2 separate regions of the Mus musculus genome follow, and region 1 is linked to region 2. Evidence: chromatin contacts called from public HiChIP or PLAC-seq data. All regions are on one chromosome and are shown on one strand. The core of a region is the stretch at or near the end of the contact, and the rest is flanking DNA. Distances in the headings are between cores, read along the strand shown.

Region 1 (6,873 bases), core at 3,890-6,389, 320 kb after region 2:
AGTCTACCTAGCTCCAGTTGCTCAGTTACCTTTAGTCCCACCTCAATATCTCATCCTCCTGCCTGGAGAAGCAGCCTGTGGCTGGTTGGTTTGCCTACTTCCAAAGCATGGAAGAAAAAAAAACTTCCTTCCTCTCCTGCATCTACTAGCTTGCCTGCAGGGACCCAGAAGTTCTACCTATTCCTTCTGACCAGCAATTAGCCCCAGGCATCTTCACTGATAGATCAAGAACCAATTGGGGAACAGGAGCATCAGAACCACCCCTACAGAAACTAAACTAGTTATAACCAGTGAAATTCAATCCTGTGCTCCACTTAATCATATGTAAGTCCCTTTTCACCTAACAACTCAAAAAGAGATAAGCCCATAACAGTAAAGAGACCTAGGATCCCTGGGGAGTACATAAAAGAGGCTGGTGCATATATAGACAATGGGAAGTATAGGAATTACGTTGACTGGTAGAACAGGAGGAAACTATACAATTAGCTAGGAGTGGGCTGTAAAAAGTACGAGTGAAGGAATGGTGTGTAAGAATTGCCCTGGGACCCATATTGTGCATACGAATCCCAGTCAGAATCCCAGTCAGGTCCTAGGGGGTATAAAGAAGCGTCCCTCACAGAGAAGGATTTTGGCATTATAGAGAGTATATGCTTGTTGTCCAATATCCACTCGTGTGTAGCATTTGACATTCTTGAAATTCAATTTAAAATACTATGAAAAAGGTTTATCTGTAATGTACAACACTAGACTTACTCAAGTGGTCATCTTAGGAAGGACAAATATGTCTAGTGACCACACTCCCAAGTTCATCTTCAGGGTCTTGACATGAGGTTAAGAGGTGTGCACAGCTCAGCAGTCCTTGACATGGTCTGGTCCCACCATCATTGTCCATATAAATTAAAGCATTAAGGAAACCCGAGAGAGAGAGAGAGAGGGAGAGAGAGAGAGAGAAGAGAGAGAGAGAGAGGGAGAGAGAGAGAGAGAACCAAAATATGCCAGTGTTGCATTAAGAAACAACAAGATCAATAGACTTCCTTTTGGATTAATTTGACTATAAGTGAACCAAAGTTTGATTTCTCAACTTTTTTTCCCTGTGTCTTCTGTTTCTCTATAGTTTGTGGTCCGTGGTTTATTTACTGTGTATGTGTGTGAGCTGTCCCTATTGCCTATCTATTGTACCTGAGTTTTGTGCCTGCCTATTGAAGGTGTGTGTGATCTGTGTCTTCCTTTGTTGCTAAAGTCCACTAGTTGGTTACAACATTTATTTGGTTCAAGTTTGATTTCAACCTGTTCAAGGCTTTCAGCATTTGATTACAATACAGATCACATATACATATATTATTCTGGACTAGGGGCATAGAAAAGCAATTAAGTTAACATTGACGAAACTATGCATTAGCTTAGTTTGCAGCATTGATTACATAGGAAATCTAATGCATAGTATAGTTAGTTACATGCTTTCTTAATAGGTTATACTTAACAAGGTGAATACACAGTAGAACAGCAGGTTAAATGCATAGACATATTAACTGGCAAAAGTTCAGTATCTTTGAAGATGAGGGATATTTTCAGAAAAAAATTAGCATTTTTGGTCAGAATGGTCACCAAGTTGGTCATTGAGGTGATCTGTTATAGTGTTCACTGTGATAGCCATAGTCACCGTGTGAGGAAGTATTCATTGTAATGGTTAGCAATAAAGGTGACTATGGTGGTCAGCTTGGGTCACTGTGATGGTCAGCTAGAGTGTGATCATTATGTGGGATATTAAAGTGGTCAGTTGTAGTGTTCACTGTGGTGATCAGCAATTGTGGTCTCTATGGTGGTAACTGTGATGGTCACTGAGATGACCAGTGTGAGTCACTGTGATGGTCACTTGTAGTTTTCACCATAATGGTCAACTATAGAGGTGGCTATGATGATCAGTGAGATGGTCAGTTTTGTTATCATTGTGATGGTCAGTCAAAGTGGTCACGTAGGTGGTCATTTGTAATGTAGTATCCACCGTGATGATCACCCAAGTGGTCACTGTCACATACACTCTGATGGACAATCCTAGTGGACACTGTTGCAGTCTCCTTGGTGGTCAGTTGTAGTGTCTACTATGATGGTCAGTCATACTTATCACCTTTTTGGTCACTTTTGTGGCCAGCTGCAGTGTCCATTTAGATGGTCTGCTATGGCAGTCACTTTTGTGGTCACTCTGGTAGTCAGTGATAGTGTCAACTATGATGGCCAGTCATAGTGGTCACTGTCATGGTCACTCTGGTGGTCAGTTGTAGTTTCCACTGTGATGGTCAACTTTAGTAGCCATTTTGGTGGTCAGTTATAATGCCCACCATGAAGGTCAGACATAGTGGTCACTTTTGTGGTCACTTCTAGCATCCACTGTGATGGTCAGCTATTCTGGTCACTGCCATGGTCATTTTGGTAGTCAGCAAAGTTGAAAGGAGTTGGAGATATGAAGAACATTTTGCCATCAGATGTGGAGATTCAGAGGTTGGAGTTTGCCCAACTGGTTTTTAGTCTTGCTTTGGTCCAGTATTTCCTCCCTTCCTTGCAGTTTGGAATAATGATGTATATCCTGTGCCATTGTATGTTGGAAGTATGTGATCTCTTTTTCTTTTTTGATTTTGATATTATAGGGGATTGCAGTTAAGAGATTGCATGAATCTCAGAAGAGACTTTGAACTTTTAAACATTGTTGAGACTGCGACAGACTTTGGGGACTTTTGAAGTTTGACTAAATGCATTTTGCATTATGTTGTGGCTATAAGCCTATGGGAGCCAGGAAGTGGAATGTGATAGTTTGTATACGTATGACCCCCATAGACTTATGTGTTTGAATGCTTAGTCATAGGGAGTGGCACTATTAGAAGCTGTGGCCTTGTTGGAGGAAGTGTGTCACTGTTTGGAGGAAGTGTGTCACTGTGGGGTGGGCTTTGAAGTCTCCTATGCCTCCTGGCTGCCTGTAGAAGACAGTCCCCTTCTACTGCCTGTGGATCAAGATTAGAATTCTCTCTTCCTGCACTCTACTACACTTCGTGTCACAATGACAATGGACCGAACCTCTGAAACTGTAAGCCAGCCCCAATGAAATGTTTGCCTTTATAAGAGTCACCTTAGTCAGGTTGTCCCTTCACAGCAATGAAACCCTAACTAAGACAATCATTATGGTGGTCCTCAATGTGGTCAGCTGTAATGGCCATCAGGGAGGTCAGTTGAGGTGTTCACTGTGATGGTTAATCATAGTGGTCCCTGTGTGGTGGCCATCTATGTGGTCAGCAGTAGTGATTACTATGGTGGTTGACCGTAGCGTCTACTGTGATGATCAGATCTTGTGGTCACTGTAGTATTCATCAGTGTGGCCAGATATAGTGGATATTGTGGTGCTCAATTGTAGTGTCCTCTGTGATAGTCAGTTACCATTGTCACCATGGTGGGAAGCACAGCGGCATGCAGGTAGACATGGTGCTAGAGAGGCAGCTGAGAGTTTTATGTCTGGATCAGCAGTCAGCAGAACAAGAGAATGGCACTGGGCCTGCCTTGAGCATCTGACACCTCAAACCCCACCCCCAGTGACATACTTCTTCCAACAAGACCACACCCACTCCAAGACCACACCTCCTCAAACTGCCACTCCCCATGAGCCTACAGGGACATTTTTATTCAAACTGCCACACTTTCCATGTGCCTGAAGCCCCATGCATTTGAGAACAGCCCCCTGTGACTATGTTTTGTGACCGCACTGAATGGGGCTGAGTACATTTGCTGCCAATTCTCATCCTGCACTATTTCTCGTCACGGTGACAAAAGGCCCAACCACAACAACTTAGTAGAGGGAAGATTTCTTTTGGTTCATGTTTTAGAGATTTCAGTTCATGACGGTAGGATAGGTGTGGGTAGCATGAGTAGCATGAACTAGAGCTTCTTCTCATCACTGTGGACCTGGAAGCAAAGATGGAGGCCACCACCAGGGAAGGTCATAATCTTCACAGACCTAGAAGTGACCTCAGTCTGCCAGCACCTCCTAAAGATTTGGTGACCTTCAGATGAGTGTCGCAAGCACGCAAATATGGGCCTGTGGGGGGAGATGCTTTGGATTTTAAAATAACATCCATAGAACAAGTTCTGCCTTTCTATCCTTTGTCAGTTGGTACTACTAGGTCGTCCCTTAGTCTGAGGGGAAGGAGGGATGCTGGTGCAATGGTCATGGGTGACCAGAGACTGGGTACCATATCACAATCACCAAATTGTCCTTCTTATGTAGTTTCTTCTATAGGACAATGTGACTTGGCCCTTCTTCTGGAAGTTAGCAGGAAAGTAGGGATGGCACCAGGGTGGGGGGAGGTACATTCAGAATCACCCCTACATGGGCAAGGGACATGTATCAGTCAGGGCTACTGTTGCTGTGACAAAGCATCTCAACCAAGAAGAACGTGGGGAGGAAAGGGTTTATCAGGGCAGGAACCTCCAAGCAGGAGCTGATGCAGAGGCCATGGAGAAGTGCTGCTTACTGGCGTGCTCACTCTGCTTCCTACTAGCACCCAGGATCACCATCCTACGAGTGGCACTGCCTGCAGTGATCTGACCCCTCCCACATCGATCATCAGTCAACAAACATGCTCACAGACCAACCTAGTGGTGGTATTTTCTAAGTTGAGAGTCCTTCTCCCAAAATGACTCTAGCTTTTGTCAAGTTGACACAATCTACTAGCAAGGACAGAGACAGAACCCCCATCCTGTCCATTTATTAGATGAGCTACACCCCGGAGTGGCTACACCCTTGGGCAGGGGAGGTCCCTTGGGTGGGTCAGCTTGCTGAAAGCTGGCTGTCAGCTGCGAATAGTACCTCCCATAGCCACCAGGTGGCAGCATTCCCTTCAACAACCAAGACTGCAAGATTCCACAGGCCTCCAGAGAGAAACAAATCAGAATAAATCCATCAATTTAATTAGAAACAATTATTTAAAAAAAAAACTTCCTTTTTGCATATTTTCATTAAATCCGTTGGTCATTTGGACATATTTGAGGGGTTAATTAAAGGAATAAAATGTTGACTGAACAATTCTTAGTGATACTGTCTGGACGCATTCAAACAACATGCTTTATTCAGGCGACTCGAGTGACCTTGTAGTGTTTGGAAAACGTCTTATGTAACTATTTCTCCCAGTGAGTTCTCAATTTCCTCTCAAGGGGGTTTGGGGAGAGCAAGGAAAACAAACTGCATTGTAAAAAATGGAGGTTCACTCTGAGATATGCAGAGAAACCTGTGACCAGTGAAAGAAGATTTCCACAATGGGTCCCTAAAAAAATGCTGAGCTCCAAAGTAGTTCTTCAGTGTGACCATCATGACAACTTGTACTTTGGATTGGGATAGTGTTCCAGGGCCTGTTTCCTGCACCATCAGTGGTGGAGAAGGGCTGGGCTTTGCGCTCTGGGGTGGAAAATCACGAGCGGGGGCTGGGGGGTGGGGGGGCGGACAAAAGCAGCAGCAGCAGCAGCAGCAGCAGCCGCTGCTTCTTTGGGATCACCTAGCTGCTGTTTTATTGACTAATGCTTTCGGGCGCACATTTCGACCAGCTCCTCGCGCGCGCCCTCTGCTGGAGAAGATCTAGAATTGCTTAGGAAAGCTAGGAAATTCATTTGGGGGTCTCAGGGAACTCGGGATACTCTTAAAACTTGTAACTCTCTTAGAAAAAGCAGCTTCAGGCTGTCAGTCAGAGGAAGGAGGAGTCTGCCTTTAGTCTGGTCTCCCGAGTGGCATCGTCCTAGCCTGACACAAGAGGAGACAAATGGGCCCCATAGCAGGTGGAAAACCAGCCATTGAGAACTGAAGTACAGAGCCTGGTGCCTCCTGTATCTTCTATTCCTCAGTTCCCACACTGCTTTGGAGTTGATAAAGTGAAAGTCTTTGACTTTCTATCCAACCAACGTGTGGTAGCCACTAGGTAAATGTATCATCAATGGGCTTCAACCCAGCCCAAGCCACTCAATCTTGAACCAAAGGGGGCTAAGGATATTATATAAAACCAAGATTTCATTCAGTGTTTTGCAGATGGATTCCTAAGCTGCAAATATATGCTGTACCATAGACTCCTCACCCAGTGTTGTATACACAGGTCCTTTTCCCAGAGCAAACTTCTCCCTATGATAAACTTGGACTCTCTTACAGAGTTCAGTCCCCTTCCTTTGTTCCCTGTGAAACTGCAGGGCTCATTGTTTGATAATTCTGTGAATGGTCAAAGAAGGAATACAGAAATACAGTCCTGTGTGTTTGTGTGTGTGTATGTGTGTGTGTGCTTATTATAGTTTTTCTTTTGAGACAGTCTTGTTCTGTAGCTCAGGCTAGCCTGCAACTTGAGATCCTGCTGGCTCAGTCTCCCAACTTGGATTACAGTTGTGCTCCACAATATGCCTGATATCTTGTATCTTTTAAAAAAATACTTTAAGTCTACTGCAGAAGTGTGAACAGTCGTCAGTGTGTGGTGCCACGCCTCTCTAAACAGCATCTGGCACCAATCAAAAAGAAAATGTGTTCTCGTGCTCAGATTCACTACCCAGCCCTTACAGGGGTCACTCTTCCGCTCCTGACGGGAACATTCATACCTGCCAGAGAAGGAATTGTTGCTGAGTGGCTTTGCTCACTCCTCTTGGGTGCAGATTATTCACAGCATCTGGGGCGGTTCTGGATCTCCATAGCGACTGTAACATAGTGTCTCCACACTAGCACAAACCCTAGCAGGGGTCAGGGAATGATCTGTTGACAGGAGAGACCCTCTGGTGGGTGAGAAGGGAGGTAAGGTGAGAGGGACAGCAGCAATCCTTAGAGGGACTCCTCAGGCCAGAGTTCCTGGGGGTGCTGGCTGGGTTTTG
Region 2 (7,315 bases), core at 1,970-4,469:
CCTTTGGCCAACACAGTATCCTAAGCATCTAAAGAAATGTAGCTGAACGTAAGAGGGAAGGGTCTGGCTTCCGAGGGTGAAACTTGTCTCTGTGAAGATTTTAGGCCAGGAAAGTTCAAACAGAGGCATCTCAGAAGGTGACATATCTGCACTTTGAAAAACCAAAAGGATGCAGATGTCTGGCAAGTGTAGGCGAGTGAAAATGGCCATAACAGTGGGATGATCAAGAGTGAAATCAAGATGACATGCTAGAAGAGCTACCCTTGGGTTGGGAAGAGCAAATGAATCCTAGTAAGGTTGCGTACCCCTGTAGCCTCAGCTGCATAGGAAGCTAAATTACTAGTTCTGAGGCCAGCCTGGACAAATAGCAATTCTAGAAAAACAACAAAAAGAAGCAGGGGAAGCCAGAGTCTTTTCTGCAAGGCTCTTACATGTAGCAGGTGTTAGCCTGGGGCACTGCTTGCCACTGCTGCCTGTCATATTTACCCTCTTTACCTCTAGCCCTTACTTTTTATTGTAGCCTGAATCCCACGGACAATGCTGGGACCACTAGAAGAAAACAGAAAGGCTAGAAAGGAACTAAAGTACACTGTCAGAGGATACCTGGGCTATTCCACAGCTCATTCCCAGGTAGAGGTTCCTGAGGCATCCCAGTAGTCTAGGGAGAGCCAGATCTTCATCCCCCAGACTCTTACAGTGGCCACAAGCCATCCAAAGACAGATGTGACAACTAATGCTTACTGCCTTCACATGCTTTGTGGAAAGCACATTAATTAAATGAGCTCTTCAGGCACTGAACTTTCAAAGATTAAACAAAACAAAACAACCTGGTTTTATTTTTTTTTGAGACAGAAATTCATGTAATATTAACTACTGATCTTCCTGCCTCCACTTCCCAAGTGCTAGATTTACAATCATGTACTACCAATGTCCTATTAAATAACAAAATAAAAATCCACTAAAAACAAAAAACAACAGAAACCAAATCAAAAGCGCACGCGCGCGCGCGCACGCACACACACACACACACACACACACACACACACACACACACACACACACACACACACAAACAAACACCTTTAGTGTTTAAAAATTAGTCAGAATGGAATTATTTCTAGCCCAAGGCTCAAGAGTAGATTCCACTGCCCAGGACACAGTGACAGTTAGTAGAGTCATAGAGAGAATGTTGGCACATTTGTCTGTCTGGTTCACACATGTATGCTTGAACAAACATGCACAGAATCCAGACAGAGTCCTTCTTCCTCGTATTAAGTTCCAGAGGAACGGTGTTCCACGGCAGGGTTGAGCAGAACCACCCGTCACAGATGGAATGTGTCCCTAGTGAGGGTGCTATGAATCTCTGCCATGGAGCTGCCACTTCCACAGTCCGTGTAATGCCACCTAAGTGCTCTGCCTCACATGACTGGCTGCAGGCTGCTGAAGATTAGAGCCATCGATCGCTCCCTGCAGAAGACTCTCGCTGTGCGAAAGGAAAGTAAGCAGCAGAGACAAACAGCTCAAGTATTGATCTGCTCTGGTGGAGGGCTGCACTTCCAAATGAAAATCAGCACTCCTTTGCAGCACCTACGAGGGTTACTGTAATACGCATGGGGACATGACAAAGATGCTGTGTGGGCCAAACATTGCTGCCCCCTCTCCTGTCAGTGGGTCACAGACCTCTCAGAGAAGCCAAGTTGCCATTTGAAACATCCAGCTTTTAAAAAATGCTTTTGTTTTTTCTATATGCTTTGGGCATTCTATAGCCATCCACAGCAGTGCTGAAAGACTGTTGCCAGAGGTCAACCTAAATGCAAAGGAAGCAATGTAGATGCATTTCAAACATCCTTCCAATGACCAAGAGTCACCCAAAGCTACAAGTCTGGCTCTCATTACTCAAGACAGAAACCTTTTTCCTATAGAAGAAGATCACTCATCTAACTTAAAGGCCAAAATTTAAAGACTACCTTCCAAACCATTCATTCTCCTTAAGGAAACTGCAGCAATGTAAACTATATGGCTTCCAGTAGCTTTTTTTTTTTTTTAAACTTCTTCCAGTGTAAAAACATAAATTCACCTAAAAAGACAATGAAATTCTGAAGTACATCAAAACTCATGATTCCTGAAAGCTATGCAAAATGGATTATAGGATGGGAACAGATTAAACTGGGAAGGTGGGGTCAGAGAGATGGTGCAGTGAGTAAAGGTGCCTGCTGCCAAGCCGGAGACCTGAATCTGATCCCTAGAACTCACATGCTGGGAGAGAACTGACTTCTGCAAGTAAGTCGTCCTATGACCTTCACATATGTGGCATAACCCATATGCTACCCCTTCACATCAATTCATTAATAAAAATGTAATAAAACTTTAAGGTGAGAAAGCAAGAAATCTATACGGAATTCAGAAGGCCCATTTATTTATATGTGTGTTTCTATGGCGGTAGAAGCAAACTGAACTGTATTGCTTTTATGAGTATCCTTTGGATTTAGGTTATTATTTAAAATCAGTTCTCTCCTTTTGGTAAGTGATTTTCTTCTAGGCAGTAAACATATCTTGTGTACAATTAAACAAATGGTACTAGAATACTTTGCCCTCAGAATTCCTTAAGGTGTTTGCATTTTTCTTTCCATCCAACTAAGAATACGAAGTGCTGCTATTCTGGATGCCATTTCCCCTCACCTCAGCAGTAGCCAGTAATTCTGAGTTGTCCAATGTGAGACTGCAAAACCTTGTGTCTTCCGTCTGAGTCTCTTGAAGCCCCCAATAGCCAGGCAGAAGTTAGACTGAGGTTAGAAGACCCAAGCTAGCTACAGGGAGGGGCCGGAGGCAAGAGACCCTTGGACAGTTCCTAGCTGTTCCCACTACAAAGGTTATCAGCCATGACAGACCTGGCAGGACCCAAAGCTGAGCCTGGGATACCCACTGAACTCTGTAAGTCATCCTCCTTCAGTTCTCCTTGAAATACCTCTGCCAGAGTCTTTAGACTATCTAGGAAATCCTTGGGCTCTTCTGAGGAAAGATGATTCTACTCAGGCTTACTTTTTATCTAAAAGGAGGAAGTAAATTAAACTTGACTGAGATTTTAATGCATGGCCTCACTGGCTGTTTCTTGCTCAGTCATCCCTGAGCCTGTGCCAGGACAGGCTTGGGAGATGCTGAGAGCAGACCCTCGTTCACTTTCTGCACACACACTGGGAGATGCTGAGAGCAGACCCTCGTTCACTTTCTGCACACACACTGGGAGATGCTGAGAGCAGACCCTCGCTCACTTTCTGCACACACACTGGGTCTCTTACTCAGGTTCTGAATTTCATCATCTCATAAACAGCATCATTACAATCCACTGGCCCAAGGCAAGATGTGCCTGACAGACCATGGTAGTCTTTTCTGTCATGAGATCTGCACTTTATCTCACAGTAAAGTTCTTGTAAGAGTCATCAAACAGAAAGATGGATTACCAATTTTTCATTTCCTTTTTTAGAACAGGAAATGTTGTGGAGTTGGTGGCCTTTTCTGCTATGGCAGAGGGCTGACTTCATTTACTCATCTAACAAGCATTTCCTGAACAAATATTTATCCTGTGGCAGGTGCTGAGACTGCACCCAGGGTTGGGACTGTCCTGGAAGACACAATGCATTATCTGTATCCTGAGATGCCCTTGTTTTTATCAATTTGCAAACTATATTTACTATTATCTTTAAAGATATCAGTCAAAGAAAAAGTCAGATAAGAATCTCTGTTTTCCTACAGTGGGGACAACACAGGTAAAAATAATAAGTGAATTTTACAGTAAATTAGATGATTAGTAAAGAGCACACAGGAAGGTCACAAGCAGTACTAGAGATGCACAGATGTGCGTAGGTGTGAGCAAGCTTTATATGGGAAGGAGGGGGAGATCTCAGAGTGGCAGGGAAAGAGTTCTGTGGACACTGTGGGGTGGGGGGGTTAGGAAGAGGAGCTATCTAGGCAAAGGGCTTCCCTGTAGGGCTCTGGCTAATCTTGGCAGTATGCACAGGGCAATGTCTGTGGATTTGTCTGGGCTGCTGTGCTGAAGAGGCAGGAAATGAAGTGAGGTGGCTCTGGCTGGCAATAATCCTTTAGTTGACCTTAAGATGAAAAATTGCTATTGCATTATAAAGGAAAGGACATTTTAACTTCTTGAGGGTAGCTGTGTACAAATACAACATGCGAAGAGAAGACCTGAAATGGAACATGGGAAACCACAGCCTTTGATATGGGAATTAACTTGTGTTTTCACAAAGCTCTAATCTCTGCAATATCCAAACAAACCATGAACAGAATTTTGTAGGCTAGTTCTAACCTCCTCAAATAGAGTTTAGTACACTTTGAATATGCTAAAACGTATCAGTGTAGGGTTGGGAAACCAGCATGCTTAAGGTTCCAGGTTTAAACCTCAGAAACACACACCACACACACACACACACACACACACACACACACACACACACACACACACACCACACACACACACACACCACACACACACACACACACACACACACACACACACACCACACACACACATACACATACACACACACACCACACACACACACACACACACCACACACACACACACACACCACACACACACACACACCACACACACACACACACACCACACACACACACCACACACACACACATACACACACACACACACACACACGAATGAAGCTTGTATAGCATTAAAGAAGATGGAAACCTCTAGTCAAATGTTCTCAGGGATCTCTATAGAACAGATGGCAGGAATGAACACTGAACATGAGTTGTTGGGGCTTATGAGCTAAGGCTAATATTCTAATATTCCCCAGCCCATAGATGTCTCTTTACAAAGTTTTTTTTTTTTTTTACTATCAACAAACAAAGTCAAAATCAGTCAAGCTTGGAGGAACTTTCTGTTTCACAGAACTATTAAACAAAAGGTTAAAAAATAACAAGTCTATTTAATCCCATTGCATTAAGATACTATTTATATCTTAGTAAAAGCAGGACAATTTTATGCTATAAAATACTTCACATCCTTTCAAAATCCATATTACTGAGCATACTTCCTAATATGAATCCAGACAGACTTCGGAGGCAGTCAGTGGGTCCAGGGCAGCACCCAGCTTACTGGGGGGGGGGGGGGTGCTTACAGTCTAATTTCCTTTTCTTCCTCTGAACAAAAACAAGAGGTGCAACTTTATGTCCACAATGATATGCTGTTCTCCCAATGCAAGCTCACCAAAACTCCTCCAGGCTAGATGTACTTAAGTAAGCAATTATGATTAGTGTCTGAATATATTTTTGGAAAACAAAGTCAACAAAACCTTGTGAAATGTCTAGCCTAATGAGACTTGCAAAATAAACTGATGAAAATATTAATGAGAGACACACTTAGGCGGAGTCACTCTTCCCTAGTGGAACTCCCTCCATCCTCTCATTCTGGTTTGTAGTTTGTGTTTGAAAGACCCAGAAGAACCACTGGATGCTGACTAAGGCCTTTCCTACACCCTAGAATAAGCCCTAGTGGTGAAGAAGGCCCCACAAGAGCAAGGCCACTCATCTCCTCAACCTATAGTAACGCCAGGGCCACAGACACGTGCTGGAGGAGAAAGATAGAAGCAAACTCCCAAAGCTCCCACGGCATGCGTGGCGGGACCTGGGAACAAAGGTGTTTTGGAAGCCAGTAGGGTACAACTACTTCTGATTAAAGAGAATGAGCTAGAAGCCAGATGTCCCCTGAAGCCCAGCATATGTCTGCTCACTTGTTCATGCCCTTATATGATGTTTATATGATGTGCACACTTTATCAAGCCTTTTCCTTCCTCTAGGGTGAGGACAGTCACAAATGGTGACAGGTAAGTTTGTCCTCTGCAGTTGATGTACTCATAGGAGAAAGATGCAACAATTAAATGGCAGGAACTAAGAAAAAATATGAGGTAATACTGCTCAAGGAACAGAGCTTAGTATTTACAACACTTTGTAATAAATAGTCTCTGTTTAAAAAACAGAGACTAAGGAAACAGAAGGAGCTAAGAAGATTCTAGGTGGAGGGATGGGGCAGACAAGAGTTCTAGGCAGAGAATGTAGTTCTCAAGGCTGCCATGTTTGTGGACTATTAGAAAGATTCTGGATTTTTCTATACTATGGAGGGTTTTGAGCTAGATGTTTTGATTTCTGCCTGAAGGAAAAGTTTCTGCTTTCTCGAAAGATCTTCAAGGATAACAGAAGTAGTGAAACTAGGAGGAGGCTGACACATGACAAGACTGGGCTGGGGCCATGCCGTATGAGTGGGAAGAAACTACACCTCAGTTACATTTTAAGGATAAGCTTTTTGCATACACTTCATTCCGTAACAATTAGCAATAATCTGTCTGGGGAATTATTTTCCTCACTTTACAAATAAGGAAATGGGTAGAGGTAAATTACTTGTTCAAAACCAAAGAACTAGTTACCAGTCTAAAACTGAAACCCAATTTCTAAGGCCAGTTCTCATACATGCCTGAAAAATGTGGCTACTATAACAAAGACACTTTGAAATGTGCCCAGCATTTATTTGTAGGAGATGCCTGCCGAGGATGAAAGGCAGTGCCTTGCACTCTTTCCTACTAGAATTGTCACTGAGAATGAGCACTTGACCTCAAGAGGAAAGCGGGAGGGCTCAGTGGTAAGAATGAGTATGGATAGCATGCATGTGGAATGTGGGATTTCCCCAGGAATGCAAAAGTAACCCCCAAACCTGACCAAACACTCGGATCCAGTTCTATGATATTAGTGATGATACTGCAGAACATGAGTTGTAGACGCAGGCTTTACATTCCTTCGTGTCTGTTTTCAGATAAATGAAAATGTACTATTCTAGTGTGCCATTGCTGGTGACAATCTACTTGAATAGTTACTCCACCTGCCGGTTCAGCTCTCTCTGCCTTTCTGACCCCCCTCACCCCCCTCTGTCTCTCTCTCTGTCTCTCTGTCTCTGTCTCTCTCTCTCTCACCCCTAGGATGGCCCTGGAGCTCTAAGACCTAGATGACCTTCTATGACCTTTCTGACCCAAGCAGTGACTGCAGGGCATAGGATTCCAGAAAGGAGGGAGTGGCTAAGAGTACAGAAACTCACCTCCAATGTAGGTAAGTGAAGTCCTAATGGTGGACAATCCGCAGGAAAGAGGGTGGTAGGAAATACTTCTCTCATCCAAAGTCAAGCACAAACCATGTCTCTGACAAGTCTAGAGCACAACTCAGGTAATTTAAAGTCTCTCCTGATACACCTGTGTTTTTTTTTTAATGTATGTAAATGTCACCATATATG

The links. HiChIP or PLAC-seq counts read pairs in DNA pulled down with a chosen protein or histone mark.
Region 1: a contact with region 2 is called in a FOXA1 HiChIP or PLAC-seq map of pancreatic cancer cells. The contact joins two enhancer-like sites. A contact is called at or near these places in 1 of 484 Hi-C or Micro-C datasets (liver) and 1 of 115 datasets of contacts at active chromatin or transcription factors (pancreatic cancer cells).

What each region holds. Positions count from the first base shown.
Region 1 is chr2:146,607,517-146,614,389 of GRCm38.p6, forward strand. No RefSeq gene overlaps it. Among named protein-coding and RNA genes, the nearest start is that of Gm52577, 35 kb to the left of the region's middle. Within about 2 kb of position 5,140, at least 19 of the 459 cell types and tissues checked have an H3K27ac peak or open chromatin away from gene starts, as enhancers often do. A contact at or near this core is called in pancreatic cancer cells, where this site is marked.
Region 2 is chr2:146,292,347-146,299,661 of GRCm38.p6, forward strand. All of the region lies in intron 38 of Ralgapa2 (Ral GTPase activating protein, alpha subunit 2 (catalytic)), which reads right to left. Among named protein-coding and RNA genes, the nearest start is that of A930019D19Rik, 37 kb to the left of the region's middle. Within about 2 kb of position 3,220, at least 23 of the 459 cell types and tissues checked have an H3K27ac peak or open chromatin away from gene starts, as enhancers often do. A contact at or near this core is called in pancreatic cancer cells, where this site is marked.